Linked DNA regions of Gossypium arboreum: region 1 is linked to region 2. The links are chromatin contacts, called in public Hi-C maps. All regions are on one chromosome and are shown on one strand. Each heading gives the region's core, a stretch centred on a gene start, on an enhancer-like site or on the middle of the called end of the contact. The rest is flanking DNA. Distances are from core to core; before and after follow the strand shown.

What was found. A called contact is a pair of places that touch in the nucleus more often than the background predicts.
Region 1: a contact with region 2 is called in a Hi-C map of leaf, with 2.9 times the contacts expected there. The contact joins the promoter of LOC108465090 here to the promoter of LOC108465374 in region 2. A contact is called at or near these places in 2 of 5 Hi-C or Micro-C datasets (both in leaf).

The regions. Positions count from the first base shown.
Region 1 is chr6:78,896,186-78,898,885 of ASM2569848v2, reverse strand. It overlaps LOC108465090 (transcription termination factor MTERF6, chloroplastic/mitochondrial), which reads left to right and starts at 1,340. Exons shown (of 8, transcript XM_053030197.1): 1 at 1,340-1,501; 2 at 2,211-2,700. The coding sequence starts at 2,246.
Region 2 is chr6:78,439,934-78,442,633 of ASM2569848v2, reverse strand. LOC108465374 reads right to left here and starts at 1,425. Exons shown (of 11, transcript XM_017765708.2): 1 at 1,068-1,425; 2 at 178-303. The coding sequence starts at 1,178.

The sequences.
Region 1 (2,700 bases), core at 91-2,590, 460 kb before region 2:
TGTGCATTTTGGAGAATGTAGAAAGACCACTCAAATTATTTTGTGACAATAAATCAGCAGTGCTGTATTCCAATAACAATAGGAGTTCATCTAAGTCAAAGCATATTGACATAAAGTTCCTAGTTGTAAAAGAAAGAGTGCAAAATGGTCAAATATCCATAGAGCACATTGGGACAAACTCCATGATAGCGGATCCGCTCACAAAATGTTTACCACCTAAGGTCTTTCATGAGCACACTGCTCACATGGGTGTTACATTGTTTGAGGATATCATGATTTAAAGAGAGTTTATATTTTAGACATTTATGTATTTGGTTATTTTCTGATTAGAAATGAAGTATTAAGTTTATTGACTCTGTTTATTATTTTGAAATTGACCTCACTTAAGTTTAAAGAGGACCAGTTGGAAATAGACATGTTTAGATAATATTGCATGTAATTTCCATGCTACACATCCATACTTGATCTATGTCATTTGGTTGTGTTAATATACGTGATCATGGACGGATTTAGTTACGATATTTGTAACGAAAGTCACCTTGGTACTATGTTAACATAATTAATGGACGAGATTGTTTGAAATGCCTTTTAGATATGATAGTAAAATTTTGAGCTCATAAGGTTATATAATGACATGTAATTATAAAGTAATTAGTATATATATGTGGTCCAAGTGGGAGATTGTTAGAAAATTTGGACATCAGATATATAATAAGTATAATTACATGTTATTATTTACTATCATGATAGGTTAGCCCAAATTAAAAGTGGTCTAATTTGGTTAGAATTTTATTGGGCTTTTAATTATTAAATAAAGTATGGGTCAAAATTTGGACATCGATATATAATAAGGATAATTACATGTTATTATTTACTATCATGATAGGTTAGCCCAAATTAAAAGTAGTCTAATTTGGTTAGAATTTTATTGGGCTTTTAATTATTAAATAAAATATGGGTCAAATATGTGTAGATACTCTTCTAATCAAATTCTAATTAATGATGGGCTAATTAGAATTTGATTAGAACAAATATACCAAGGTTATAAATATTAGGGTTATAGTCCCAAAATTACACATAATATATCTTTTCTAATATCCCATCATTAGGAAGGAGAGAGCAGATATTTCTAAATTTCTTGTGTGCTAATTTGGAAGATCAAATCTCCTAGATCCAAAAAGTTTCAAGAAATCTATGGATTCAAGTACGCTTCCGCATCTAGTTTTGTTCTTGATTTATTCTTGATGATTTGACATAACAAATTCTAATTTATTAAATTTGTATTTTAGATTTATTTTATAAATCTAACACTCCCTACTAAAGAAAGTTGATTAGCCCAAGATGCCAAACACTTCTTCACCTTATCCAAAAGATGCGCATAAGTATACTTGGTGACACGACCAAAATGCAACGGGACACTAAGATAACGCCCAAGATCAATGCAATGAGACAATTGAGAGCAGCTAGCAATATCCTGAACCAGCGTAACAGGAACATTCGTGTATGTGTAATTAAAAGCCATTTCCTTTTTCTTCTTTTTTCACGTGGAATGAGGTAATAGAAATATCATAAGTCTTCCGTGATTATGTAGTTTCTAGTGCCTGAAAGTATGCATTTAAGAAAGATAAATCAAAATAGGATGTTTTTGTTGCCAAATGCCAAGAGAGTATATAACTTTTGGTGTAGCAAAAGTTGTTTCTGGATTAAATTTTTTTTATTTTACATAAAAGTTTTTTAAAAAATAATTACCTTTTCTTTTACTAGTTAATGTGATTTTAAATTTGATGGGTTGTTTTCAACTTTAATGATTTCGCTTTCAAAGTTGATGATGTGGTTTAAATATATAAAAAATATTTACATTTAAAAGATATTTTTATAAGAATATTTTTTGAAAAATATTACCTCTTCCAGGTTTCCGCTTCATTTTCCGTGTACTGCTCTATGTATTTTCCGTTAGTTTTATTCAAAGAATAATAAAAATAAAATATAGCCTTATCAGTTGTAGGTCTTAAGTTGTGCTTCTGGGAACACTAATAAATACTTTAGGCAAATAGCAACTTGTTTATAGCAAATCTGGGAAACCTTTATTATTTATTTATTTATTTTTGTGACTGTTGATTACTTGATTTTCGTGTGGTCTTCTTTTTAATGTAAAATACTGGATACGTTTCAGCTTTGTTTGTTCAGTGTGAATTTTTGCCATATGCTAGGGTTTCTCTGGGGGTGTTAAAGAAAGTTTCCCCGAATGTCCACCAAATCCTTCTCAATTCACTGGAATTTAAAATCCCAGTTTCCAAACACCTGTTTTCTCCCTTTTGCTCGCCGGTGCTCTTTGAATGCTTTCCCCTTGTCATTCTTTCACTGCCCAAGAATCCATTCTCCGAAGCCATACCTTCCTCAACCTCCCTTGGTCCAATCCAATCCCTTTAACCAGACTCCACATGATCTAACACAAGCCCGAGAATCCATTTCTGAGTACCTCCAAGAACTGGGGCTTTCTTTGGAGGATTCCATTTCTATATCTTCTAATTCCCCGAAATACATGCAAATGCTGGTGGATGCTGTCAAGGAACTGGAGGAATGGAATGCTTGGAATAATAGTAACGGTGAAGGGGATAGTTTGGGGTTTAAGGAAATGATCATTTTTATGGCGAAGGAGAAGGGTGATAATGGAAAAGTTGCCTTTTTGGAGAGTGTGGG
Region 2 (2,700 bases), core at 176-2,675:
AACTAGTCTCTTCTAGACACTTATCATGATTTACAAGATTTAAATCATCACTAGGAATCACTGGAAAGGCCAACACTAGTGACCAGCGAACTAATTTTCTTTTATACTGTAATGAACACAAAATCAAACGCCAATTCATTAACAACAAAGAAAAAATGCACAAAGATTTAAGGATATATCAGCTTGAGCTGATGCAGCTGCCAACTGTTCAGGATTTGTCTCAACTCGGTCCTTCCGCCGATCAGATCGTGATTGTGGTGACGCTCCCCATATCAATGCAGTGACATTTCCATCTTTTGAGTACTGGAATTTGCAAGAGGTGAACAAAGGAACATAAACTGAATCATAAAATCCAGAAAATAGAATGACAAAAGTGCAAGACAAACCAATCATATTACAGAGCAATACTCTTTGTCGTATGAAACCAAAGTTTAAAAAGATCAGACTTATCATCAGTTATGTTACGTATAAAGAGGTTCAAGTTCCTAGGACCGTGTTTCAGTAAAAATGGCTTATTGAATGCAACAATCCACAAAGTCAAAATGAACCAAAGGTAGATACACTTCCAACATTGCTTTTTAGAAATACATAACAAGAACTACATCTGCTAATGTATAAAATTAATGCAATAAAGGGGATTTCCACATCAAAATCAGGAAAGAGTAAGGTGTGAATTTCTTCAGTTTATTTGCATTATCCAAACTGAACAAGAAATTGGTAAAACTCAGTCCCTTAAACAAAAAAAAAATTTAAGATATATAATCTACTGCTTACTATAAGCACACACATTCAGAAGGAAAAAATCAAAGACTAAAACTTGACTTCAACAATAACCCAAAGCATATAAATAAAACTTGGAAAAATTAGATCAATTTTTTACTTAAAATACAAGAACCCATTTCAGCTAAAAATTAAAACGAAAAACCCAAAGAATTTTGACATTAGTCCCCCTTTTAACATCAGGCGCCATATAAATTACATTAAAAATTTTTGAAAAGAAAAAAAGATTGATTTTGAGACAAGGATTTTATGCAAACATATATAGGAGGAGGGAAAAAAAGACAAACCTCAATATCACCGAGAAGAAGACCCATGATCTCTTCAGTTTCAGTGGACAATGCATGTGTAAGACAAGTTAACCAAACATCCTCAGACATTTTCACACATGTTAAAGACATTCTCTAAATTAATAATTTTTCTTTTCTTCAAACAACTTTCTTTCTTTCTTTCTCTGTTCTTGTCTTTTTAAGATTCAAGATCTTTAGAGAAGGGTTTCTTTTCTTTTGGGGTGGGCGATAGATCTTGATGGACAGGAATGTACGAACAGAGGGATACGCCACAATCAATTCTAATTTATTTTTTTGTAACCATAAAATCTAGACCGTTTATTTCTGATACATCAACAGAAAAATCCATTTCCTACCACCCACCATTGTTTTCTCAACTATTTTGTTCACTTTTGATTATGCTATTTACATTTTTTTACATTATTTACAAAATTAATTTATAACTTATTTTCTCTTGATGGCTTTGATTATTTTTATTCATAATCCATTTAGTATAACACTAAATTTTGTACCTTCAAAAAAAAAAACTAGATTTTAGATGATTGAGAGGACTAATTTATCAATAAATGGCAAATAAAAATAATAGATTTTAATAAAAATTATAAAAATAGGCCATTTTTTAGATAGTGCTTCTAACTGGAAGTATTTTCAGCGTGTTGCCTAGAAAACAATTCCAACTAGAAGTACTTTTCCCCTAACAGTAAAAAATAATGGCTATTTTTCCAATGACTATTTAATTAGCCGTTGGACACCTACCCAAACGGTCAAATTTATTTTCTTATAAACCTAGCATTCTATTTTTTTCCAATTCAATCTCAACTCTCTCTCAGATTCTCAATTGTCTCTCAAATTCCTCTCAATACCCATTTAAATTCACTATTTTTTTTTTGCTCTCTCAATTTTATTTCTTTTTTATTTAAGTTATCTTAACATTTTCTTAAATTATTTTTCTAACACAAATTTTTGGGTTTTTTTTAAAATTATCAATGGCAAATTCAAATTCTCTAATCCGTCATTATAATAACCACATTTTTGTCAATCAATTGCATATGGTAAGAATATTTCTTATTATATTTTAATGTTGTATAATTTTTATATTTTTATTATATTTTAATTTAATATTTTGTATTTTTTTTCTTGAATAGGCGGAAGATCGAATTTTGCAATCCAACATTCGTAATCTACCCGCTCCTCCATCACCTTTAAGAGAAGTAAGTTTTTCGCACGTGGCCCTTGTAGGTAGGGATGTAAGTTAGACCGAAACTCGTAAGCGCGTTGGAGGAAAGGTGGAGACGCACACTTTCTATGTTTCATGCGGCGAGTGTACCATCACTCTAAAAGATATGCAGTTACAGCTCGAGTTACCAGTGGATGGGTCCGTATTGACTGAGACTGTTCATACCGATTGGAAAGCGGTATGCGACAAACTTTTGGGGTTGGTTCTGGAAACACTTTTTGAAGGTTGGATAGAAATGACTTAGTTAAGAAGAAATTTTGATGAGCTCGATGAGGATTCGACTGAAGTCAAAAGAGAACAACATGCTCGGGCTTACATCCTTATGATTATCGAGGGTATCCTAATGCCAGATACATCACAAAATCTCGTCTATTTAAGGTGGTTGCTGAAACTCGT